7 separate regions of the Mus musculus genome follow, and all the other regions are linked to region 4. The links are chromatin contacts, called in public Hi-C and HiChIP or PLAC-seq maps. All regions are on one chromosome and are shown on one strand. Each heading gives the region's core, a stretch centred on a gene start, on an enhancer-like site or on the middle of the called end of the contact. The rest is flanking DNA. Distances are from core to core; before and after follow the strand shown. Region 1 has its middle 100 kb from the start of Mir3961. Region 2 has its middle 9.9 kb from the start of Mir3961. Region 3 has its middle 140 kb from the start of Mir3961. Region 4 has its middle 57 kb from the start of Gm41009. Region 5 has its middle 78 kb from the start of Mir3961. Region 6 has its middle 190 kb from the start of Mir3961. Region 7 has its middle 210 kb from the start of Mir3961.

Region 1 (3,721 bases), core at 438-2,937, 650 kb after region 4:
AGAGATATCATGACTTCTTCCTTGATAATTTGTATCCTCATGATCTCCTTTTGTTGTCTTATTGCTCCAGCTAGAACTTCAGGTACTATGCTGAATAGATATAGAGAGAGTTGGTAGCCTTTTCTTGCCCCTGATTTTAGTGGGATTGCTTCAAATATCTACATTTAATTTGATATTGTCTGTTGACTTGTGGGTGGATATAAGCTTAATATAAATATATATAAAAATAAAGATAAGAGGAAGTGGAGAAAGCATTGTCATCCAAAGGAATGGGTAAACACAGTTCCTAGGGAAGGAGATCTCTCTGGACCAAGAAGTATTCTGGATTTCAGGTATGATTTGTGTACAAGACTTTGAATTTGTGTGCCCATAGTCAGGACATACAGCTCATAATATGATTCTGACTATCATATTCAAATTGCTTTCATTTAATCTTCTTATTTTAAAAATTTTAAGTTTGAGATCCTTTGCATAAAAGAATGTAGTTCAAAAATGGAAGAGAAAAATTGGAGGTAAAGTGTAATTATATTCCCCAAATTAAACTAAATTATATGGTAATAAAAATAAAAATATGTTAAATAGTCATGATACCTGATTTACAAAGTTGAGAGGAAGTCGGTTGGCCGTGGATCTTTGGACTTTGGTATGGTTGATGAATTGAGATACATTCTACAGATGAGGAAGCTAAACCTGAAAGTTTGTGTTTTGCCCCAAATCACACTTCTAAGAGATAGAGTGAGTAGTAAAATATTGCTTGTTTGTCACATGGCAAATATCAAGAAACATTTCCATACATTTTGTTTATGGATTCTCATGGTAAATTAAGGTTTGTTTATTGATGTACCAATCAATAAAGTGTTTTAATTTTCTTATATCTTTCCAAATTCAGGGTCAGATCTCTTGATATCATGGCACAGATTACCAAACATCATATTACCAAATTTCAGATCTCCAAAGTAGACATCTTTGTATGTCATCACCAAAGCTTCAGAACTTAAGCAATTCCATGGTATCATTGATTAACTCAGAAGTCCTCCTTTTCCAGTGGAATATTAATCTCTCTTGCCAAAGCATTATTTAGACTCCAACAACCTGAATATGAAAGTTCTTAGACATGTCTAGTGGCAAGGGAATCCTTAGATTTCTTCAAAATCCTTATTTTGTACAATTATTTAAAAAACAGTCTTAAAAGAGATGTGGGCAATCCATTGTTTTCTTCAAATGGGAGGGCCTTATAAGTTTCACTCCTGCTTCTGATCAACCGCATCCTCTTGGACTTTCAAGAAATGACTCAACTGTCCCATAGTCTAATTTAGAATTCTATAGCATATACCCTCTGAATGAAGGATGTCTGTTGGATGATATCTTGTTTCCAATCTACTTGGTGCCTCAAACAGCAGTGTGTCTAGAAATACTAGTCTCTGCTACTAGAGCAGAAATCTTAAAGAGCCATGCAAATTGGATCCACCCGGCCTTTAACTTGGGCCAAGTCTTCCACAGTATGTGCCGACACATTCTTACTTGACTTGACTGCATAATAGAGATAATTATAAGCACTTACTTATCTCACAGGGGTCTACTGAAGATTAATTAGTTAATGTTGGCAGAACAAAGGTGCAATATATGTGCTAAGTATTATTATTATTACTGTGCCACTTATCTTTAAAGAATGTTGTTTCGAAAGTCATAGTGCCTATGTGCCATCTGCTCACAGCAGCCTTTACCATCTCCCTACTCAGAGACTGAATCCGGTATCTGAATAAATAGATGTGCTCAAAAAAAAAAATCTATCACACCTCCATCTGTGCTTGTGGAATATGAATTCAGACACAGGCAGAGATGCAAATCGATCACAAGTGAAGAGGCTTCTCCAGTCTCAGAGTTGCATTTCGAGATGTTGCTCTAATATTCCCGTTCTCCACTTCTGAATCCGCTCACTCACGATGTGCTGCTTCCCTGAACGTATTCTTCTGCCTCATAAATAGGGTGTCATGTTAGAGCCTGAAGCTGCCTTCTCCTTTTGTTCCCAGGAAGTTGAGAAAGAAAACCTCTCAAGAACATGTTCACAGCTGATCTTCTGATGAAATTAGTTCTGTGATTTTCAAGCTTTAGATATTAGTATAATTATCAGAAGCTAATGAGATTTTAAAGGTTTCTATAAGAAATCATGATTTTGAAACTTCCATTCTGCCATAATTATAACTAGGTTACAGACAACATGACATGATCTATGACCCATTTTTACTAATGACTAAAGAATGAAGAAATAGCTTATGAATAAGCATTCCTTTCCTAACATTATAGAGCATTACTCCTGTGAAAGCTTTGAAAATCAGAGAGATTAAAACTCTAAACTGAAATTATTCAAATGTCCCACAGACATCACTATTATAATATAAATAACCATTCATTTCTTTGTACGTAGTTATTGGTACAACAATAACAGATAGTTAATGCTCTTCCACAGTAGGCGTTCAGTGGAATTATTTCTTTCTGTCCACCATACTTCTCTGTTGGCCTTGAGACAGTACAAAGAGAAAATTCATCTTGTATCTGAAACTTACCTATTCCTTTCACAATTTCCACAGAATTTCTGCATACTTTGGTTTCCTTTTATCTAATACATGAATAAAGTTCCTATCTAATGCAGAGTTCACAACAACGTTATGTGGCTATGGAGATAATGAAGTGATTCATTAAAACTCTGGGATGTCTAACATGCATAATTTGATCTCATGGAAGATGCAAGTCATATTTGAAATCAATTCATCTCACCTAAATTATGTATCCACCTTATGAATTGCTTAGGTTTTAAAGTTATAAGGATAAATCAAATATCATACCTGGCTTCATCTCAAGAAGATAAATCTATACCTAAATATATTAAAATGGTAAGTTCCATATTAGCCCATTTGAGCAAGTCTTGAGAGAGCTTGAGGGAGAGAATAAGTCATTTGGGGAGTCAGGAAGGATTTTCTAAGAAAATGATGATATTTGTGTCAGTCTAAGAAAGTTGAAAACTGCTTTATTTAAGAAGGGGTATAGAGGACTTACTATGTTTCCTGACCCTACACTTTGAAAGTACGTGTGTATGTACTTGAGCTATTTGTCCTTACATACAAACAATAAGCCCAGATATCCCTTATATTAAAAAAAAAAACTTTAAAACGTTTATTTATTTTATCTTAAATGCAAGACCCCTTGACCTTGTTTCTGCTATTGTGGATGTACCTTTCTAACCAGTAAGTTCATTTTTTTGTTAAACTTAACTTTTATTCCATTTATCATTGTTCCTGGCTAATCTGTAATCCAAATAATGTTTCTGAAATGCTTACATTGACCATGTAGAAGACTTTTGTGTGGTTCAAGCAGGAAATGCTACAGGGAAAATACAAGATTGGAAGTTGAGGGTATGCATGGCTGAACCTGAGCTTTCTCTGGTTGAGCCAAACCTCTCAGTTTCCTCATGCACTGGACATTTGCTAGAATGATGTAACCAGCCTCATATAGCAGTGATACTGTGAAATAGCAAAAGTAATCCTACCCTAGCAGAATCTGTCAACCCCAGGGAGAACACTAATTATAGATAGGGTGTGCACACAAATAGGCTGACTCCCCAAGCAAACATGTCATCCATTCTTCTTAGAGAAGATGATCTAATCTGCTATCTCTGGGCCTTTGTTATTCACATTTTATGGAACTGCTCTTCAAAAATTCTAAA
Region 2 (3,635 bases), core at 149-2,648, 760 kb after region 4:
TTCATAGGGAGTTTCTGTCACACAACTGAAGATAAAATAGTTGCACAGAGTAAGGTATTACTAGTATTTATTTCAATTATTATGGTATAAGGACAAAGGACCTCTGAAGGGCAAATATTTGCCTGAGTGAAAACATCTGGGATAATTTTGAGAATTGCTGGGTTTATTTTTCAATTATCTTCCCTTTATGACAAGCAATGTCAGTGATTTTTCTCCAATAATTCATTTCCATCTTGTCTGGCCACCTGCTTCTAACCTCACTACCCTTTCACTTTAGCTAACTGCACAGTAATAAAAATAAAATGACAAGCACTGCTACTTCCAGGCATGGGGACTCAGCACTGGTACTGCTTAGGAAGCCACTAGGAATAAAGGATTCCTTAACACACAGTTGCTTTTATCCAAATCATAGAACTCAAAGGAAACACGTATTTCTATGTATGTGTAAATTATTTTAATATAAAAATTCAAATGTAGAATACGTGCAGTGAATAAAAAAAATATGTTTGAATCAAGGGCAATTGTAGGTGTAGGCTTCCTAGCACATATAGTAACAACAGGTTTATTTTAGTGATGAAGAAATGCAATACAAATTAATACGAGGATTTGAGCATAAAAAGAAAATCTCTTAAACGAACCAACCATGAAAGGAAAGAACGGGCTAAGACATCAAAAAGGAAGGTCTGAAATGATTAGTTTTCTTTACACAAATTATATATGGAGATTTATTTTATCTGGCTAATTTTTTTCTGACAGGTGTCATTTTTCTAAGGAAATGTTTCAAGAATGTTGTCAAATTTAGAAATTACCAGATGCAAGTCATTTCAGATAGTCGGAACTAGTAACCCCAATCCCTCAGGTGTTTAGTGAAGCTAAAACTTTCATTTTCTCTCCAGCTAAGCAAACACTAGCACAGAATGGCCAGTATTGTGCTATCACTCACTAAAATACACTATGAAGGAGTCAATTGAAACAACCAATTTATAAAATGTAATACTTATTCAAATTTTAGGGAATATTAAATTTTAATTTGTTGTTATTATTTTATGTTAATTACTACAGTTCTTCCAGGGAGTTAATTTTATCAGTAATTATCTAGATTTTTTTGCATCTGTGTTTATGAATAAATAGTTTTAAGTTTTTATTCCTGGTAAGTAACATAAACTATGCTAGTTAAACCTGATATTTTATTTCCAAAATTCTGGATAATACAGTTTTATCATGAAAAATAATTATAACCATAGCTCACTGTGCCCCTAGTTTCTTTTCCTATAGTCAGTGATCAGTTTCTCTGAGGGCATTTTCTGATTTAAGTAATGACTAACATACTCTGGCCCTCATTTTGTCACAGTGTCTAAATATCGCTGACCAAAACTGAGGTGCAGGTACACTCAGCACAGAAAGAGTTGCTAGCAGTCCTTGGGTGGGAACTGCAAGCAAATGTGTTGTCTTGATTTGTAAAGGGTTTTAATGTCATCAATAGTAATTCAGCTAAGAGAGAGTTGTAAAATGCAGCTCAAAATGTAGCAAATTGCATCATTGTTAGTGCTTTAGAAATTTAAAATATCTGCAGCAGATGGTAGAGCGAGGAGCAGTGTCTTGCTTTCGTGTCTCGGAAAAGTTAATGTCATCAGAAACCCTAGCATTGATTGTGGCTTCTTTGGCCTGTTAGGAAAAAATGTTATTTATTTTCTTTTGAATAATAGTTTTTCTTAGAAATATTTTAGAGAGGATGAAGAGATCAGTTTTCCTCAGAGAAATGATTCACTTTCGAAAGAACTAAGAAAATGTGCCTCTTATCTTTGGAAATGGAGAGCTGTTTTAGAACAACACACTTTGCTCTTGAGAAGAGCCCTCATTTACTTTTTCTGATTTGGGTTTAAAGAAGCCTAATAAATCGTTAATTTCATTCAAAATATTTCTATCAGTTTATAAACCTACCTGACTTTAATTTTAGTAGCACCATTAATGACTAGGTGCTTTTAACTCATTGATATATAAGATTAAGCTACCAGAAATTTCTTCTCCTTGGATCCTGGTTGTCTTGCATTTGCCCAGAGCATTAGACTGTAAAAATAAAATAACATGGATCCAATTTTTGGGGCAATACAAAGTTTCTTAAGTTGAAATTGATAATTGTAAAACATACTTGTTATTTCCATGCAGCCCTGAAGACACTGAGCATTTGATGACTTTAGTTTTGACATCATGCAAAGATCAAAGTGAAAAAAAATAGTAAATAAAATTGCCTTCTGTTTATTTTGTGGTCTTTGGGGAATTCTACTCTCTAAAGGAAACAAATATAACTAGTAGCCAGTCAAATAGGAAACACTTCACTGGAGATTATTATGTGCAAATGACCTTGGGTGTGTATTATGGAGGCTACTTGTACTTTTGAGACACTCTTGACTATATAAATTCATCTAATTGGTATTGTGTGACTTATGCATGTTAACTTACCTGTGTCGTGTTTTTTTTCTTATATGTAAAATAGAATTAATAGCTACGGACTAAAGTGTTGGGTGTGGGGATTTAAGATGGATAATGGTATAAAACGTATTTAATAGCGTCTCATAAATAGCAAGACAAGAACAAAGGTTTCAACAGTTATTACTGATATGTGTAAAATAATGCCACAAAGTGAAAGTCTTGGCAGAAGTGTAAACATGCATATAGGGAAAACTTATTAGAACAAAAGCTCTAGATAATAAATAGTTTTCTAGACAAGGGCTCCAAAATTGTTTTCTTTTAGTTATACAGTGGTAACTCCAAATTAAAAAGGACTTACTATTTTCAACATTCCTTACTTTAATTTTCTCTATTCCTTTATACTGTAGTTTCACATTCACTCTTTCATCCCATTTCCAGTGGAAAAAAAGGCTTTATGCATACTAAGCAAGCACCCGAACACTAAGCTACAACAGTATAGCTACACACACACACACACACACACACACACACACACACACAGAGAGAGAGAGAGAGAGAGAGAGATGCATGCAGACTAACTTTGTTTTTTATGCTAACATTACATATGTTGATAAGATGATGACTAAAGTAGAGATACATATAAAGGTAATTTCCCTAAGATAAGAATGCCACCCTGCCCATCTAGCTAGTGCTCAGCCTCCCTGAATAATTATGTAAAAGAGAAGAAATGCACTTATGGAAAACAGGGATATTTTCTTTCACTGAAAATTTGGATCAGGTTGAGTGTGTATGTGTGTCTGGTCTCTCCCCGCCCCTGCTCTCTGTCTCTGTCTCTGTCTCTGTCTCTGTCTCTGCCTCTGCCTCTGCCTCTGCCTCTGCCTCTGCCTCTGCCTCTGCCTCTGCCTCTGTCTGTCTGTCTGTCTGTCTGTCTCCTCTCTCTCTCTCTCTCTCTCTCTCTGTGTGTGTGTGTGTGTGTGTGTTTGTGTTTGTTTGTGTTTGTGTTTGTTAGGGCATGCATATAGTGGTCACAGGACAACTTAGTGAAGTCAGGTCTCTTTCCAGCTTTATAGGGGTCCTAAAACTCAAATGCAGTGCCTTTCTCTGCACAACTGCATTATCTAGGAGACATCTCTCTGATTTAAAGGGGCATTTTCATTCAGTGCTTGTCACTTGGTCATCATTTTAACTGACTTGTTATTACTCTA
Region 3 (3,585 bases), core at 989-3,488, 620 kb after region 4:
AGTTTGGCTGCCCTGGACCGAAAGGACTGCCGCTATGGGCTGTGCTCTGGGCTGAGCCTGCCTGGCTCCTTCACTTGGCGGCCACGTCATGCTTCTCCGTCCTGCACTATTCTTAGCCATGGCCTCTCTCCTGTCTTCCACACTATCCCAGCATGGTGGATCTCTTTCTTCTTCCTCCTCTCTATCCCAAACTGGGAATCCTAAAGTTCTGCCTCTGTCTTCCCTGCCTTGGCTGCTGGCATCTTAATTTACTAATCAGAGCCAACTAGGGCCAGGTTACCTGAAGCTACATTCAGACACTCATGTAAGCAGTTATGGTGACCCAAATTAACGTTAGAATAAAAGCAGTATTAGGCCAAACCCACTGCAGTCATTAACAGTGCAGCGTTCCTCCCTCCTTGGGCAGACTCTTCTGGCACTCAAAACCTTGGGAAGTGAATTGTTGACTCCTCTCCCACTTCTGGCAATTTTGTCCTTGTTATTGCCGAAAAAATATTTTAAATATTTTAGTTGCCTTGTTTCTTCTTGGGTTCTGTCTCCTTTTTTGGAAGTTGCACTACTGTTAATACTGAAGCTGTGGCTTTTCCAGTAATTTGATTAAACTTAAGCATAATATCTGGCAAAGAGAACTTTGCGAAGCAAACGCGGCACAAACACCTTGATTTATGAATCTTTAAAAAAAAATTCAGTTTTGATTACATGAATTGTATAAGATTCCGAGGCATTAAACACTGATACTAAAGAGTAAGGATTTGATAAGAATGTCAAATTTTAGTTAAACCATTCCCTTTTGGGTAGAACTGATAGACCTTTAACAGTAAGGAAGCTCTATACCATTTTTGATTCATAATTAGATTAAAGAGGCGCGTATATGTTCCATCATGTGACCAATTTTTAATCCAGATTACAGTTAAAGGAGCTCCTTTATATACTTGTGTTATTGCTACAGAGTAAGATTATACAGCCACCCGAGTTCACAGCCACACATGCAAGAAAAAGGCAGTAGCAATGGCCTATGAAGGATGAACACTTAACACCAATTAAAGACACAGGGGTTCAAGTTAAAAAAAATTGCTCTCCATATATGTGAAGATTTATACTGTAACATCAGGCAAGGTGGAAGCCCACAGGAAGTATCCTTTTTATTTTACTTTTTTTTTTTTTTAGAAAATAAGTAATTATTCAGGGTATGTAGCAGGGCAAACAAATTCGAACTGATAAGCTTGGTTGTATGACTTTTGCTTGGAGTACTCACATCTATTTCTAAGTATGCATTGCCATGAGCATTTATTTTTCTTTTTACAAACAACCCTATTAAAACTTTTAAATTTCAAATTGTTTTTAAAAGTATGAAGTGGCATTTGGTTTGATCCACGTGACACAGCCTATAAAGAGAGCCTTTTGTGTTAGATAAACATCAGTCAATTTTAATTTTCATTAAATTAATTTTCATTTCAAAATAATTTTATAATTTTCTGTTTGATGATCTTATTGAAAGGGATAGAATCATTTCTTTATTTCTTATGACAATATAAATAAATTATAATTTTAAAATGTATTTTCAAAGCAGAAGCACTCTGTCTCCATAAAATTAACTATTCCTACACCAGCAGGTTTGCCTGCACTGTCTAAGTATCACTATTGAGAATAACCTTGGGTGATTAGTTTTGTTTTGAAGCAGAAGAGAATTGTATTAAAAGGAGAAAAAAATGTATCCCGTGGGCTAAAATAAGGATTTTGTTTTAAGAACTGAAACTATCTCTGTAATTTGAAGCATAGCACCCCTAAAACACAAATAACCCAACATCGGCAGATGTCTCAAACCTTGTAACAAGAAGTTCCTTTGCTCAGTCTTAAAAATTACAGCACCCAAGCTCTTCTTTTCTCAACTACACCTCATGTAATTAATTCTGTTCCTAAATTAAGCACTTTTAAAATAAAACTCAGAAGTCTACCTTGGCCTTTCATCATTAAATAACCAACATTATGTCAGTGAATGAATCAGACACAACGCTTTTACCATGATGAAAGATGATGTATAGAAACACCCAAACAACAAACTGTATGAAAAAAATCTGCTTATATAATCTATTTTTGAGAGAAAAGACAGGGTTTCTAAAATGCTTCATACCTGTTTTCAACTAGCAAGGAATCAGGAATTATAAAAATTTGCACACATCCCGCCTGTCTCTTAAAATAGCACTAGACGTATGTGAAAACTTCAAACTAAAGCTTCCTCCCACCCCCACATTCCAATCCAGGACATTACAACCACAAATGCCTTGAGATATTGGCTGATTCACTCCTGTTCTAAAGCTGTCCATCTGGCTTTGAGAATGACTGTGATCTGAAGACTCAAGTTGACTTACTCGCTTTGCTTCCTGCCAGCTTAGATGTACTTTGTAGGTGGAAAATTGTTGGTCTTTGTCCCTTCCAACTTGCAAGTAAAATGAAGCTGCCAAGAGATAAACACATTCTAAGTTTATCATGCTATTCTTGGCCTCAAACTACAAGCCATAAGGCAACTATTGCTCAAGGTACCGTGTTTACAAGTGTTCAGTCCTCCGCTCTTTCAGAGACCCAACAAGATGGAATTTCTTCCTGCCAGCCTATATTTTCTTTCTCCAGAGCTTTCAAATTCCTCAAATGCTTTTTAAATAATGGGAGAGAAGGATCACCTCTTGAAAGCATCTTCAAGTTTTAGATAGCATTAAAATTTTTAGTATATTTTGAGGTTCTTTCCCCAAAGCACAAGAAACTGTTAGACTTCATCCTTCCTTCAATTAGTATCACTATTCTGTATTTATTATTGTTCTACTTCAGAGTGGATGAAACTGTATATTCATGTTCTTTTATATAAGTCTCTTAAACTGTTGTCTGCTTTTCCTTTGTCATAGCTAACTTCTTGCTGTTTACAGTATTTCATTTAATGCATTGGTTATTATAAAACTCTGATGTCTCTTTTAATTAATGGAATTTGCCCCTTGGGTTGATATATTAAAAGAATAACCTAATCAGGGTTTAAAAATATTCTCAAAACCTAAGAAAAAACAGTTAATTTAGAGATGTAGTACTGAGTTAACTTTCTTCACAAATGTCTTCCTGGCTGCCTTGGGTAACAGGATGTATTGAGTTCATACATCTTAAATATAAAGAGGAGTATAGCTATAGCACATCCTATATTGGCACAGTGCATTGACATGTATTATGTATGATGTTACACTGTTTAAATTATTAGAAATCACATTAAAAGAAATTAAAATAAGATAGGGCTTTTTACCAAATCTAAGATATTTGGCAAAGACATAATAATCAAATTCAACTCTTGATTTACAAATAAGACTTTGAGTTCTCAGAGTTTTATAACTATATTCTATATCATGATTTCTTTGCATTTCATTAAAAGTAACAATCTCTTTATAGTTAAGTATAGTACATGCAAAAATTGCTTACAAAATTGGGCCTGTATTGTTTTCTTGACATAAAATATTAATTCATTCTGGAGATTTTCAAACTACTCTTAGCAACATACTTCTGGGATCATTTAATGCTGCTACAAATTAAATCGCTGATTACCTGGCAAAT
Region 4 (3,376 bases), core at 183-2,682:
TTTATGTAATTTATGTAAAGCTTAAAGCATGATAAACATAAGAGTCTGATAGCGAAGACTCCTAATACACCAGTGGAGGTTAGTTACTTCAAATGGCTGAAAGGTGTGTATTTCTTATTTCTGAAATTTTTATTATTCTAAAAATTATTTCCAAATATTAATATGATTTCCAATTTATTCAGATGTGTGTTACTATTTGACAAGTTGGCCCTTCCACTGAGGACTGATATATATATATATATATATATATATATATATATATACATACACACACACACATATATATATATATATATATACATTTATTACTATTAAACATCAACATGAGTTGATGAGTGTTTACTTCATAAACCTGGGGTGTAACTCTGCTGCAACAAGATTAGAACCCTGAACCCCGAGAAACACAGAGGCTGATATTGTACATTTTTTGCTATGTTATTCCTGCAGAGAAGATTAACTCTCTTCATGTCATTATTTTACTGATTAGAGCAGTGTTTTTAATATTGTGGGGTATGTTAGTATTTGAAACACACTATTGATAAGGCTATTTTGAGTAATGAAGTAACTGGGCGGATGTTACCATCTGTGAAACAGGAAAACTCACTATCCACATCTGGACCAGATGTGAGTCAACCTTTACCCTGTCTATTCATTGTCTCCTTAACTGAGATGCATACAATACATATGTGGTTGCTTTGTTGAAAAGGCTCTGTGGATATGCTTGCTTTTTTTTTTAAAGCGATAAAACAAACTCCTAGTAATTGTAATTTTTCCATGATATTGTGGAGCAAGAATACAATGATTAACAATATTTCATTGCTTATTTTCTTAGCATATATAAACCAGGACATTATTTTTAAGGACAATTTTGTGAGATGTTAGAGAAAAAAGTGCCATACAAAATAATTGTAGATCACTTTCGACAGTGGGTGATGCTTGGGCGTTTCATAGAAAGTTGTTGTATTCTCTTATTACAACAAATGATTCCAAGCTGGTTTCTTTGGGTTTGAGGTGGGCCCTGAAATTCTTTATATCAAATTCTGTTAAAAATAAGAAAGGAAAACAATAAATGGTCTGGTCTTCTTTTTCAAGTGACATTGTCATTTGTCCAGAAGGGGGCGCTCTCAGCCCGTATGCAGCAAGAGCTCAGAGCAGACAGTCTGATCTGCTGCGAGGAAACTGTCTGAAGGGAAAATATCAACACAAACCATGCGTTTGCCGCTGGAGCACGCTGGACCTCATCTGCTTAAAAAGATGCACGGATATAGTCATCACAGTTCATAATTTAATAAACTGCTAAAAAAACCCACACATTTTCATTTTAGCGACTTTGGTCTCACAACTAAATTCGCATTGCTACAAAGACATTTGAATTTTGCACTAATATGTCATGAGCACGGCACCCACTGCAAATTAATGAGTCTCTGAATAGCACTGTGCATTTGTCATTTGAATTTATGCTAATGTAGTGAGGTCTCCTGGTGATGCTGATAGTCCATAGCAGCCGCTTGAACCAGAGAAGATGTCGGCACATCTCTCTCACTTTATAATGCGATGTCCTCTCTTGGCTTTTCTGTCCTGTCACTTGGGCGGAGATCCTGTAACTGGTTATTGATAGGGCTGCTAATTATCTTTGACTTTACACTATTGGCCTGACCCCCAACACTGGGCAGAGGTAATGGATCAGTGTTGAGAGAATTATGTACATCACACAGTGACAGCCTCGGACCAGGAGGTCAGAAGGAGTTCACTGAGAACCAATGGTATTTGCAAGGGATGTTGATATAGAAACTGTTGACGATTTCCAGAGATATTGTGTAATTTATGTCAATAAGTCAATCTAAGAAAGTCTACTTTTTGCAGATATGATGAACAGCATTTGTTTGTATGTACAAAAATTAGAAGCTCCCTACGCCTTCGTTTTCCTGCTCCTACTGTATTTACATTCAGTCTAAGACAAAGGTCTTAGCACTGCTTCTGGCTATCTGCATCTTCATTATGGTTGTACCCATTTCCCGTTGGTCATGTGTATGTAGTGACACATTTGAGTCTAATGGTAGGATTGCTGGCATATTGGGCATGTTGTAGGAAGGAAAATGAACAAATTACAAGCACTACAGAATGGAACATCAGTTAGTGACAAAAGGTTCTCAGTGTTTTTATCTTTAGCCCCAAGACTTAATTGTGAAATTAATTCCCCCCCCCTTGATTTAGTACTTATATTTGCCTCTCTTCTAGTTACTGAAAATAAAAATGGGCAGTTTACTCTAGTGTATTCAGAAGAATCAGATTTTATGATTACAAATAAAATGAAAAAGCAAATAAAAACTTGAAAGCCCCAAACAAAAGTATGTGTGTTAATTTTGCACCTTTTAAAATTTGTTTTTCGATGGTAGAATGTGTGGTTCGCCCCACTCCAACAGAGACAAACATGCAAACTTTTCTTACTATATTATAACAATTAAAGCACACATATGAGTTTTGATTAAAATATACCATTGTTACCATCCATTCCCAGGTCAAAAATGAAGTGGAGATAAATAAGAGAATTCTTGGATTATCTCCAGTAGAAAAGGCATCCTCTGGCTGATTGGGAGGATCGCTCCTTAAGCGACATCGAGGAGCACGGTATGGAGAACTGAAGGTGACCCGAGATCGTGCAGAGTCCCCAGAATGAAAAGGCTCCTCCTTGAACAATGAACGCTCACAAAGATGAGGAATTTATCTGCCGCATTGCAAGCGGCAGAGGGCAGGGACCCCAGGGGAGGCAAGCGTTGCCTTCCCTCCCTCTAACCTGTTGGCAAGGCTAAGGGTTAAAGGGCTGCTCTGGAGAGCGAAGCGGGGAGTAAGAAGGCAGCTAATAGATTCTTCACTACAGCTCCTCCTGTTTCCCATCAAGGAAGGGAGACGTTTTTCACTCTTCTTGGAAAAACTTTGAAATGTAAACTGTTTCGATTGATGGCTCCTTCTGGCCCTGGCAACTCTTTTTGGTAGCTGGTGCTCTTTCTGTAATACTTGTTAAAAACGTCTCTGTAGCAAAGATGTTGTTTTTTATGTGATTTTTTTTTTTTAAGTCAGCGCATGTGTGAGTACAGACAGGCTCTCATCTTGCACGGCGGAGACAGGCAGGTGAACACCTCCCTCCCGTAGTCCTTATTCATTTGCAATACTTTATATGATTAGCCTCTCAGAAAGCTGTTTTCAGTCGAAACTGTCAATCCACTTCCAATGTGGCCCCTCTCCCTGGAAAGGAGGAGGCTGTGGCCACAAGCCCCTTTCTTAGCCTGGATACATTTAATATGCCAGATAACCGCTAACCCTCCCATAGAAGGATTGCTGAGAATGTTTTAAGGAAAGCTATACATGTTTATCTTAA
Region 5 (3,555 bases), core at 906-3,405, 680 kb after region 4:
TACAAGTTACTAAATTAAAAAAAATATGTGTTTGAGGGGATTATAAAATCACATTTATTGAATGGTATTCCTCAGGATAACAAAAGTGCAAAGGCAAAGCCATGACAAGATACAGTCAGAGGAAGCAAGGTGACCAGATGACCCACAGAGATGGGACGGTGAAAAGTAGTTCACATATTTAAAAAACTCATAAACACAGTTGAGGAAATGATGTATTAGAAAAATCTGTTTAAGAACAACCTAATTACCCAGCTGTGGAGCTTAGGTTAACAATAGACAAAGTTAGGGAAGAGGAGGCCAAATATCTTGAATATGCAGAATAGCTAGCAAGTCAGCAAGATATGACTGTTGACAGGCTTTCTGGTGTCTTCAAATTTCAGTGTATCACTAAAAGAAATAAATGTGAAGAGCTGGTGATTTATAATTTCTCAAATTATTTTTCATAAGCAAATATTTCAGTAATCTCAGTTTTATTATACAACTTGTAAAAGACTATATATTTTGTGGAATAGTGAGCTTATTTGAGTATGATCTCACAAAAGTAGAAAGTAGGAATTTGCTTTGATCTTATTCCCGATAAGATTTTAAGGTAAATATTATGCTAACAGTAGCTGTCTCAATAATGTACGCCTCAAAACCTTATAGATTATTAACTGCTACATCATGTGACCATAATTTTTATTGGAATCAGAATTTAGATATCTCAAAAAAATTGTCTGAAGGATTCTTTAGGCTAGGCTTAGAAATCTTATTCACGTGAAAAGATTTTTGTAATGGACATGAATTCATTTCTTTAATTTGGAACTCTGATTCCTATTTGTATTAATTACTGAAGTGTGGTTTTGAAAATTAGCGACTTCCACAAAATTTTCTAGATCTCTACCTATATTTCCTTTATAAAACTGACATATTTTACTATTTCTACTTACTATAACTCCGTGCTTTTCATCTGTCAGCCTTGCAGGACCAGGTACTTTGAGGCAAGAAGTAGAAATGCATTTGCTCTTCTGCCTGCTGATATTTAACCCCAGGTTTGTCTGCAGGAATTATTTACGAAGCTCCATTCCCACTTCTTGCTTGTGAAGCAGAGTGGTGTGCTCATCATGCATATATTTAGCACCCTAATCTCTGCAACCAGTTTAGCTGCTTGTTATACTTTTCATGACATTTCCCTGTATGCTTTTTGACATCTGCTTGCAAACTCCTGCAGCCTTTTCAATCCTGATATGCACTTGTTTCTTCTGATGTTGTTATCATTCTCCTTAGATATGCAGATATGTTGTTTCCCTTGAGTCTTGTCCCTACAGCCTTCTAGAAAGTCTGTTCTGAAGACACAACCACATTGCTTGCTTATTTATTTGTTTGGAGGTTCATTGCGTTTACACGTGCGCACACACACACACACACACACACACACACACACTGTCTTAATCCTTAGCATTTGCAAATGATGTCACACTCCTCCAGTGTTAGGCTGAATGCCTCCAGTTAACTGTTTTAGGTTCAGTGCACTTAGAAATAAACACAACAAGAAAATTAGGCAATGCCATGTATTTTTCAAAAGCAGTGTTTAAGACCAGCTTTCTTTATTGCTCTGACAATATTCTTTGAAAATACAGTTCTTAATGTTTCATGAAGATGAGTATCTACCACAAATGATTTGATATGCCTGAGTAATTAGCAACACAGGTTCAGTCTCTTCATATTGTATCACTTTGTGACAACAATCGCTGTTCCTGATCATCAAAGCTGCATTAGTTTTTTTTTATATTTTCCAATAAAAAACACTATCTGTGCAAATTCCTGACACAGAGCCATACCTTCTTCAGATCTCTAAATTTTTTAAAAGGCAGGATCTTTTGTCTCCCTGGAAATATAACACACACATATAATGCAATTTATATCTTTGGAAAAGATTTCTGCTGCTATGCATGCAATACAGTACCCATGAATTTAGGTAGCCAAAACAGGATTTTAGACTCTAGAATTCACTCCAATTATTGCTTCTATGGTTCATGAAACTTTAAAAATCTGTGCTGTATTTCTAATTCCTGAAACAAAAACCTCTCTTCTTTCTAGGTTCTGATTTCAGAAGACATTTGGATAGTAGTTAATTGGTAACAATCTGTCAGTGCTGAAGGGAAGCAGCACAGGGCTGAGTTTCCATGAGCGCTGAGTAGTGCTGTGCCTCACACATAATGCTTAAGTCAGTAGCTTAACCCCCCAGAATATTTAACGCAGGATAAATTGCCATCACAGCATCTGAAGCATTTATATTACTCTGTATTTGGATTCAATTTGATGAGCAGCAACACATCTCTCCCAATAATAGTAATTGAAAAATTCGCTCTCAATGTGATCCTGCCCCTTCCTAAGTCACTAATAATATCTGCCACAAAATTTAATATTTTTTGGAACATCAGGCATTGGATTATAAAAGCCATCTACATTTGTAAATGACTCAAAAATAGCAATTGACCCACTTTAAAAAAACATTATTCTATCATCATGATAATAAAATTGTTTTTAATAAACTAAATAATATTTCTCTTACACTATTGTAAGTATATTGTTTTACTATCCTGGAGAATAAAAATAAAACAAAACAAAGAGAGTAGCCCTCTAGAAATATTGACTCCTCTCTGGCTCTTTAAATGTTGAGCTAAGTATATGAGTTATTAAGGTGAAATAAGTTGCTTTCAGCAGTTGTTAATATATCATTAATAATCATACATGCAATAAATAACAACATATGAGTTATTTCCTAAGAGATATATGACTGCAAATTGCAGTAACAAATCACAGCGTGAGTAAAGCATGCTCATTACTCTCATGTGTACAGAAGCTCTTTTAACAACTGTATTCTTTATGGTGAAGCTCACCCTAATTAGCCTTGCAGATTCCTTTGGGAATGTGTGCAGAATATTTGACATTGTGATGTTCAAGCTACAGTGGGGGAGGAGTACACCATTTCTTCAGCAAGAAAGCTCCAGGCCACAAGTCTGGCTTCCTATTTAGTCCCTTGTTTTAATATATGCATTGCAGTGAAAGTAAATAGCCTTTTCAAACAAGTAGATAATAAGGGTGTTTGGAATTAAATGACTAATTAAATCAATATTAAACATGTAAGCTAGACAGTAGAGTGAACTAAATTTTTTTCTTAACGGTCTCCTATGCAGATGATGTGTACACCAACTGCATTTTGTGTGTACTTGAATACTGAGATTTGTATCCACAAATGTAAGAGTAATATAATTTTTAGTGTCTGCTATGTTTGAAAGCAAAGCAGACTTCATATTTTTTAAAGAAAAAACAAGGTTGAAACACATAAAAAAAAAAAAACAGCATATTTTCCATGTCAATGAAACATTATACGTGGATTCTGCTGCTCGGTTAGCATATAGCTTGTTACTAAATCAGACCTTTCCTGCAGTGAAAAAAATTGCATCTTTTCCTTGTAATACTTGACAGCTTAAAGTTTAATGGAAGCAAGATATTTTTTTAAAGGTATATAATGGGTTGACACCATGGAAGGCTGCTGAGAGCTCACATACT
Region 6 (3,356 bases), core at 604-3,103, 560 kb after region 4:
ATAACTTTGAATTCATGCTGAATTATAAGTTGATAAATGCTTTGACAAATTATAACCTGTTTCATACTAACTCCTGAATTTTTGTTTTAACACTCAAATTTAGGTTAGAATAAAATTATACAAATATAGAAAGGAAAAATAATTTGCATCAGTAGCTTAGTCTAGCTGGAGCTATGGCTCCAAAATAAAGCAAAACTAAATGCTACTTTTATCAAAATCTATACCAGAATTTAAAGATGTTCAAAGATTTCAAAGTACTTATTGTAAAGTAGATGACAGTTTTCAGGGAGATTAGTACTTTGAAAGAAGGACAACTTATATTTGTAGAATTATCAGTAACTTTGTTGAATGAATAAATGAATAATTGCATGGGTAGATAACAAATGGACCAAATTAATGTACACAGCCATTTATGAACCTATGACTGTCATTCATACCAAGTTTTACTACATATACATATATATTCATGTATATAGTTTTATTTAATCTGTGCTATAAATACATTTTAAGTAGACATTTGAGAAAAATAGGCATCCTCTAAAATCCATGCTCTTGGTTTTGGTTCTCATTGTATTTTTCTGCTTCTTAGTCTCCATTCATCACTTTTTGAAACTTAAACGTAGAAAAGTGAAGGAGGAGCAATATTCACGCTACACCTGTGAACTCCCAGTTTTCTACCTGTTCTAAGGTTCTTTCTCATTATCTTCCTCAGAGGTAGCAGGTTTCCATCAGGCTTTCATGATGTTGAAAGATCACTACAAAGTTCTACCGTGTTACAGCTTGGAGGGTGGTGTATGTGCAAAGAAGTTGGGTAGAAAACATAGTGAAGTCTTTCCAAGCAAGAGCATAGATGAGAGCCAGAGCGTGGTCGAGCTGTTGCTTGGCTTCTGTGCTGAAGGCTTTGAGGCTCTGATCATTAGGCTCTTGTGAATTTAGTATATATTAAACAATTAATTTTTAGAAAAGAAAACATCTGGTTTTTAGCTTGGATGATTTTGATGCCATGACATTTCTATCTTACTGCTAGTGGATGTTCTCTGTATTTTCTTCTGACTATGAAATTGTACCTAAATATTTGATCTAGTTACATGAGCCATAATAAACCTTGTATTATCAAAGTGTTTTTTGTTTTAACAATAAATTGCCACAATAAGTCTGAAAACATTGAAAGCTCTCCAGCACTTCTTAAAATATATATAAAAAAATACCTCAAGTAAAAGAATCCAGAGATTTGGGTATTTTGGGAATTAAAAAAAATGTTTTTATCATTTGGAAGTAAAAACAGACAAATTCACTTCTTTTTGTTTCTAACCTGACACTGTTTTCTACTAAAACTAGAATTTAAAAACAAAATTACAAAAATAGAACAATGTGCATTCTGTCTTTCTCATATATATCATAACCACATCTCATCTTTTTCATTTTAATAGTAAGTTAATCTTTATTGTGGAACAGCTTCTGCATGGTGAATGTAAAAATGAAAAAAAATATACATGATTTGGAGAATAAAAACTACAACGTATCAGCAGCAACTAACAGAAACTGACACTGATCCTGGTGAAAACCTCACTGGCATTTTATTCCTTAAATTACGAGAAAGTGTGGTAGTGGGTGACAAGGCTTAGGTTTCCTTTCCACCATTGATACATAAATGTCTGTGCTTTTGTACTGACTGCTTTACTTTTCAACATAGAGTCTCTATGTAACCTTAGCTGTCCTAAAACCCCAGTGTGTTGATTAGACATGGATTTTTTGGGTGAAGATTTAGTTAAATGAGCACTAGTATAACTACTCAAATGAGTATTCATAACCACTACTTGTTTTATTATAGAGCAGCAACAAAATGGCAGAGACGACAGCTGCCACATCATATACACACACACTCCTTCCTACACAAACTATGCTTTGTACATCAGATGCAGCATAAATACCATGGCATGTGGCAGTTGCTATGGCAATGAGCTTTTTTTTTAATGAAGAGCAGATGGAATCGGCATATAAAACTTGCATAAGTTGTTAGTAATCTGTGAGTTACTGCAGACTAGTTGCTGAAAGAAACTTTAAAATTCTAGCTTTTCTAATTCTTCATATAATGAGTTCAACTCTCTTTTTTCTCTTTGCCTAGTTCAGTTCATCTTGGTATCCAAATGCTAGTAGAGAATTGTTAATTATTTTTCCTGTGCCAAAGAACTTATGTAGACTTGTAAATTGTATAGTTGTATTTTCCAGTCTTTATTTTTTCAAATAAATTTCTATTTTGGAGTTTTTAAAATCTGTCTTACACTAAATAAATATGTACTTTCAATAGACATATGTTAAATTTATTTTAGTTAAAATTCACATTATATATTATACAGTACACAATGATGTATATTATATTTCTAATTCACAATGTATATAATAATACTGAGAAAATTATAAAGTTCCACATAGTATAAAACTGCATAGCAAACAGGATGAGTATGTTGGGTTAGCTTTGGTGTTAGCTGTCTAATTGTCCAATCTTGGTAGGCTTTGCTTTGTATCAAAGCTATCTTTATGTTGTAACTGCATAAGAAAAGGGAGATTTCACTGAAACTCAAAGAATAATTTGTGATTATAATTCCCCAGGCAATTATTTCAATATGAAAACTGATTTTCTGTATCTTTTTTGAACACAAAATTGCAAAGATGTTTTAAACAAAAATTCAGCAGCTACTTTGTTTACTGAGAATAACGCTTTACACAATGGTACCTGTTTGGGCTAGTCCAACAACTACATTCCCGGACAAGAGAATCATGAAGAAACAAATAAATTTAAACAGATTTCTCAAATGGGCAATAGAGCCTCAGGGTTATCAGAGTGGAGCAGCTGTTTAGGATCTAGGCAGGACGTAACACATTGGCAGTGGGTCTCCTCGATGTCTCTTTAACGTTTGACACTATTGTTCAATGCAAATCTTAGTTTCCCTCTCTCTGCATCTGTGGTTCTGCTCTTAATCTTCCCCTGCAAATTTTCTACCACAGATTAGAAAAGGTCTGTGGAAACTGAGTGACATGCATAGAAAATAATAATTAAGCCAATTTTTATTTATACCATGAGCTTACTTTTGAAAATGTACCCCCAACTGAGCCAGGCTTGCAGCTCAACTTTGTACTTTTCATTTATGCAAGGACAAAAGTAAAGAGAAAGTGTCATGGTTTGCAGTTCTCTGATAGTCTCTGCATGTGAGAACATTGCACCGCTGGTGACCATGTTTAGTCTTGTGATACCCTGTGCCTCTACTTGGACCAGTAATGAGTGTCACCGTGTGATATTGCAAAAATGTTTCAGTCAGCCGTTGATGTGTGTTTCATGAATGATGTCCACCTCTCCT
Region 7 (3,687 bases), core at 111-2,610, 960 kb after region 4:
CAGATGTTTTTGTAAGACAAAAGTATTGAGCATTTCAAGTTCTCTGTTTATGAACCTTCTGACCATTCTATTTTTAAAGGACCTGGTATCCAAAAAAGTCCCTTGATTTACTTTAGAAATCCAACATCCTTTCTGCTGTTTCATTGGAAGACAAGGATCCTCGTAGAAGATCTCTAACCACAACACAGTTTAACAGGCTGTATGGTTGTTTCCAGGACCTTGTTAAGAGAACCACTATAAAACTCAGGTATTTTGTTAGACTTAATACTTTGAGCTAAAAACCTTAATTTACATTTGAGGGTAAGAAATCATTTCTTTTTGCATTTCATGTTTAATGCTTCCTTCACTACTTATAAATCCCAAACTTGATGGTTATTTTTTCCTCTGTCTTCGTTCAGCCTGTTTATATAAAGCAGAAAAATCAAAAAAGTTAAAATGAGAGAGAATTTGGAGGTGTTATTTGATAACCATGACAACTCAGGAAGCAGAAAGAAGAAATTTGAAGTCTATTATTTGTTTTAGAAGTAGGAGAGAAGCTGGCAGTGGATACACTAGTATGCTTTTACCTGGCACACTCGGAAGCCTGGAGGAATGGAGTGAAGCTGGAAAATGGGAAGATGTTCATACAAAATGCATAATAGGATATCAATTCATGCCATTTTATCCTACTGAAATATCTCCTCGAGCCTTCCAATTTGAAAACATACTGTTATGCACTGATATTCTCAAACTAACACATTACTATCTTTTTCTTCCTCTCCCATAACTAAGATACATAAACCATCCCTCAATAAGGTCTTTACTGAGATATATTTTATATCTTCCTAAAAATTATAGAAAAGGGTAAAGAAAGGTGATAAGCTAGACAAAATAATTTTGAGAAACTGTATTTAAACATTGAGTTAAGGTGTCATGGGTTTCAGTATGGTTCATTCAGTATGATTCAGATAAGTCAAGCTCTAGACCTTGTACAATTCAAAATTCACAGTCCAAGCTTGGGAGGCACGAGAAGCAAATATATATCACACTTTACCCAGGTTGCTCTGTCAAAACAGGAGGGGCTGTGCTGTTCAAAACTCCTTAAACAGAGATAATATCAAGAACAATGAAATTTGAGCTTCTATATAAAGAAGTAATTATATTAAATCCAGTCCTACTGCTCTGAAGTCTATCCTCACCCGTGAATGTATGCCTGCGTGTGTGTGTGTGTGTTTGTGATTTTCTTTGCCACATATTTGTCTCCTTTTTATGCCCTCTCTCATTGTTTCTTTTTCTTTCCTTTCCTCTTTATAATATATTTTAAGGTCTTCTCCAGCAATTCCAGGCCATCTGTCTTCACCATTCTAAATAAGCAGCCATGGACACATGGCTGCCTCCTCCAGACTGACAAAGGCTCTGGAGTACAGCTAAGAGAGATGACCCAACAGCAGTGGTGAAGAGCCCTAAAAATATTTAAAGGAAAAAATAGCAAGACTTACTTTTTTCTTCGCTCGACACCTCTTTTTTTCTTGAGTTTATTTCATGGTTTATCATTAGTATATGCCCTTACAGAATGCATTTGCATAATTGCCTGCCAGATAGATCTAAGCTTATTTTAAAGGTAACGGAATCTTATAGCATAAAAAGAAATTACAAACTTTAATTTCCTTTTATGTCAAGATTGCATACAGTCCCATGCAATACAACTGTAAAACATTAAAAAAGCAGGAAGGTGATAATATGTAGCAAACATTACTGAAATTTCTACTTCTGTACCAGATACAGGGAGTTCAGAAATGTATTTTTAGCAATTTAATAAGAATTTCATCCAATGAATAGACATGCTTTTTTAAATAACTCACATAAATTCTAAGACAGTAAGGACACCGTTTTTCTTTTTAAGTCAACAAATTAAAATTTTATATAAAAGACATTGGACGTGTTCCTTTTCCAGTTTTCTGCTCATTGATTTTTTTGTTTGCATAGCAAATTGAGTCATTTTATTCCCAGTGAATACTATCCTCTTATATAAATTTGTTGGTTTATTAAATCATTTTATCTAATGAGAGATATTTTAATTGGATGTAAATTATCACTATTTTTTTTACAGCAGATGCTGTGTGAATTACATGAACTTATATGAATTTCTGAGCTACTCATAAGTATTCAGAAAACTGCTGAAACCTGTTAGCAGAATAGAAGATAAGATACTTCTATTCTTTTTATGGGATGAATGCTGCATATGTAAAAATTGTTAGGCATTTTCTTCCCTGAGACGTTATTTATAAGCAAATGTCTCTTCATTGTCAAGTCTTATTATACAAGCTTACACCTGTATAGGTCACTGAAATATAGGCACTTCAGATACAGGAATACTGGACACCACCTGACATATCCCACCTCTTAAAGAAAGATTTTTAAATCATCCATAGGCCACCCGACAGCACTTTGAGTGATCTTTTTTATTTTTGTTGTTAATTTGGTTTGGTTCGGTTTTGCTTTTTAAATAAAACTGCTTCTTCAAAATGTTGATCCTATCTTAATTAGTTCTAATAAATTAATTTTTTACAACATATAAAAAGAAAAGAGTGATATAAAAATTTGTCCTCGAATTATATACAAACCACACTGTGTAGTTGCTACAACAAAATGGCAGCCAGGCTTTAAAAATATTAAAATCCTAACCACTTGAAATACATACTAGGATTTTGGGACTGACAAACATTTTTGAAAATGCATATATGCTACTAAAAGCAGACTTCCCAGGGCTCTGTGTTCTGTGGCTTATGTGCTGCGTGGTGAGAAGGACGTGTTGGGGAAGGAACTGCACATAGAATGTCATTAAGACACGTGTTCATCCGTGTGTGTCTTGCATTGTTCAGTGTTTTTTATAGAATGTTTCCCCTTTCTAAAAAAGCATGTAGTGGGTGTTCAGTGGGTTCTTTTGCTTTTCATTCTGTCAATTAGAACTTTGCAACTAATCCTAAAAGGGAAACAAAGTACAGTAGAGTTCCCAGCTTAAAGTTTAGAAAATGAGAGTCCTCATATTCAGAGTAAGATTTATACACATGAATGGAAAATCATCAAAATATTTTATTTAAATTAATAAGAAAAGGCAAAGCACTCCCTGAGACTGATAAAACCATAAGGAGAGATATGCCCAGGACATGAATTGATATGAACGCAGAACTTCATATGCAGTCATTTTCTTTATGGCTAATGCTTCAGTATGGGTGGCAGAGAGAATAGATCGTGGCTCCAAATTTGATTTTTCCAATCGTGGTTAATCAGGCCCTCTTTACCTACAAGAGATAAATCCCCATGGAAGAGAAGTAGATGAGGAGAGAGAGAGAAAACGCACATGGCCGGTTCCAAAGCTGCATGCCTCTCCAAACCCCAGACTGCTTCATATACGTTTCTCTCAGTGATGATTTCTTTCTCAGTAATTCTTTTTAGTTGACCATATAAAATTCCTGATAATTTTAAAGGAATAAAGAATCTAATCCAGATATGGGTTTTTCAGTATTGTACGCTAATCCCTTAGGAGGAAAGTAACTAAGCAATCACTTTTAAATAACTCACTGGGAAGCAGCGCAATAATGGAGTGACAGATAGGCTGATGCTAAATACACACAAACAGTAAACCTTCTTCCATGTCTTTCTTGGTGGCATCACTCACTTTCATGAGCCTCAGTTTCCTTCTTTGTA

The links. A called contact is a pair of places that touch in the nucleus more often than the background predicts. HiChIP or PLAC-seq counts read pairs in DNA pulled down with a chosen protein or histone mark.
Region 1: a contact with region 4 is called in an H3K4me3 HiChIP or PLAC-seq map of forebrain, with 5 times the contacts expected there. The contact joins two enhancer-like sites. A contact is called at or near these places in 2 of 15 datasets of contacts at CTCF or cohesin (large pre-B cells and pro-B cells), 1 of 484 Hi-C or Micro-C datasets (cerebral cortex) and 3 of 115 datasets of contacts at active chromatin or transcription factors (embryonic forebrain, forebrain and neural progenitor cells).
Region 2: an H3K27ac HiChIP or PLAC-seq map of SST interneurons shows a contact between it and region 4, with 7 times the contacts expected there. The contact joins two enhancer-like sites. A contact is called at or near these places in 3 of 484 Hi-C or Micro-C datasets (cerebral cortex, cortical neurons and nephron progenitors) and 2 of 115 datasets of contacts at active chromatin or transcription factors (SST interneurons and neural progenitor cells).
Region 3: a contact with region 4 is called in a Hi-C map of cortical neurons, with 2.6 times the contacts expected there. The contact joins two enhancer-like sites. A contact is called at or near these places in 1 of 15 datasets of contacts at CTCF or cohesin (large pre-B cells), 5 of 484 Hi-C or Micro-C datasets (cerebral cortex, cortical neurons and forebrain) and 1 of 115 datasets of contacts at active chromatin or transcription factors (forebrain).
Region 5: a Hi-C map of forebrain shows a contact between it and region 4, with 2.8 times the contacts expected there. The contact joins two enhancer-like sites. A contact is called at or near these places in 2 of 484 Hi-C or Micro-C datasets (cerebral cortex and forebrain) and 2 of 115 datasets of contacts at active chromatin or transcription factors (embryonic forebrain and embryonic stem cells).
Region 6: a contact with region 4 is called in a Hi-C map of cortical neurons, with 6 times the contacts expected there. The contact joins two enhancer-like sites. A contact is called at or near these places in 2 of 15 datasets of contacts at CTCF or cohesin (large pre-B cells and pro-B cells), 5 of 484 Hi-C or Micro-C datasets (cerebral cortex, cortical neurons, embryonic fibroblasts and 1 more) and 1 of 115 datasets of contacts at active chromatin or transcription factors (neural progenitor cells).
Region 7: a Hi-C map of cortical neurons shows a contact between it and region 4, with 6 times the contacts expected there. The contact joins two enhancer-like sites. A contact is called at or near these places in 1 of 15 datasets of contacts at CTCF or cohesin (pro-B cells), 5 of 484 Hi-C or Micro-C datasets (cerebral cortex, cortical neurons and forebrain), 3 of 115 datasets of contacts at active chromatin or transcription factors (SST interneurons, VIP interneurons and neural progenitor cells) and 1 of 9 other capture datasets (embryonic stem cells).

What each region holds. Positions count from the first base shown.
Region 1 is chr13:82,592,249-82,595,969 of GRCm38.p6, forward strand. No RefSeq gene overlaps it. Among named protein-coding and RNA genes, the nearest start is that of Mir3961, 100 kb to the right of the region's middle. Within about 2 kb of position 1,688, at least 7 of the 459 cell types and tissues checked have an H3K27ac peak or open chromatin away from gene starts, as enhancers often do. A contact at or near this core is called in forebrain, where this site is marked.
Region 2 is chr13:82,706,378-82,710,012 of GRCm38.p6, forward strand. No RefSeq gene overlaps it. Among named protein-coding and RNA genes, the nearest start is that of Mir3961, 9.9 kb to the left of the region's middle. Within about 2 kb of position 1,399, at least 4 of the 459 cell types and tissues checked have an H3K27ac peak or open chromatin away from gene starts, as enhancers often do. A contact at or near this core is called in SST interneurons, where this site is marked.
Region 3 is chr13:82,560,418-82,564,002 of GRCm38.p6, forward strand. No RefSeq gene overlaps it. Among named protein-coding and RNA genes, the nearest start is that of Mir3961, 140 kb to the right of the region's middle. Within about 2 kb of position 2,239, at least 7 of the 459 cell types and tissues checked have an H3K27ac peak or open chromatin away from gene starts, as enhancers often do. A contact at or near this core is called in cortical neurons, where this site is marked.
Region 4 is chr13:81,943,084-81,946,459 of GRCm38.p6, forward strand. No RefSeq gene overlaps it. Among named protein-coding and RNA genes, the nearest start is that of Gm41009, 57 kb to the right of the region's middle. Within about 2 kb of position 1,433, at least 50 of the 459 cell types and tissues checked have an H3K27ac peak or open chromatin away from gene starts, as enhancers often do. A contact at or near this core is called in SST interneurons, cortical neurons and forebrain, where this site is marked.
Region 5 is chr13:82,618,061-82,621,615 of GRCm38.p6, forward strand. No RefSeq gene overlaps it. Among named protein-coding and RNA genes, the nearest start is that of Mir3961, 78 kb to the right of the region's middle. Within about 2 kb of position 2,156, at least 15 of the 459 cell types and tissues checked have an H3K27ac peak or open chromatin away from gene starts, as enhancers often do. A contact at or near this core is called in forebrain, where this site is marked.
Region 6 is chr13:82,506,463-82,509,818 of GRCm38.p6, forward strand. No RefSeq gene overlaps it. Among named protein-coding and RNA genes, the nearest start is that of Mir3961, 190 kb to the right of the region's middle. Within about 2 kb of position 1,854, at least 8 of the 459 cell types and tissues checked have an H3K27ac peak or open chromatin away from gene starts, as enhancers often do. A contact at or near this core is called in cortical neurons, where this site is marked.
Region 7 is chr13:82,906,526-82,910,212 of GRCm38.p6, forward strand. No RefSeq gene overlaps it. Among named protein-coding and RNA genes, the nearest start is that of Mir3961, 210 kb to the left of the region's middle. Within about 2 kb of position 1,361, at least 3 of the 459 cell types and tissues checked have an H3K27ac peak or open chromatin away from gene starts, as enhancers often do. A contact at or near this core is called in cortical neurons, where this site is marked.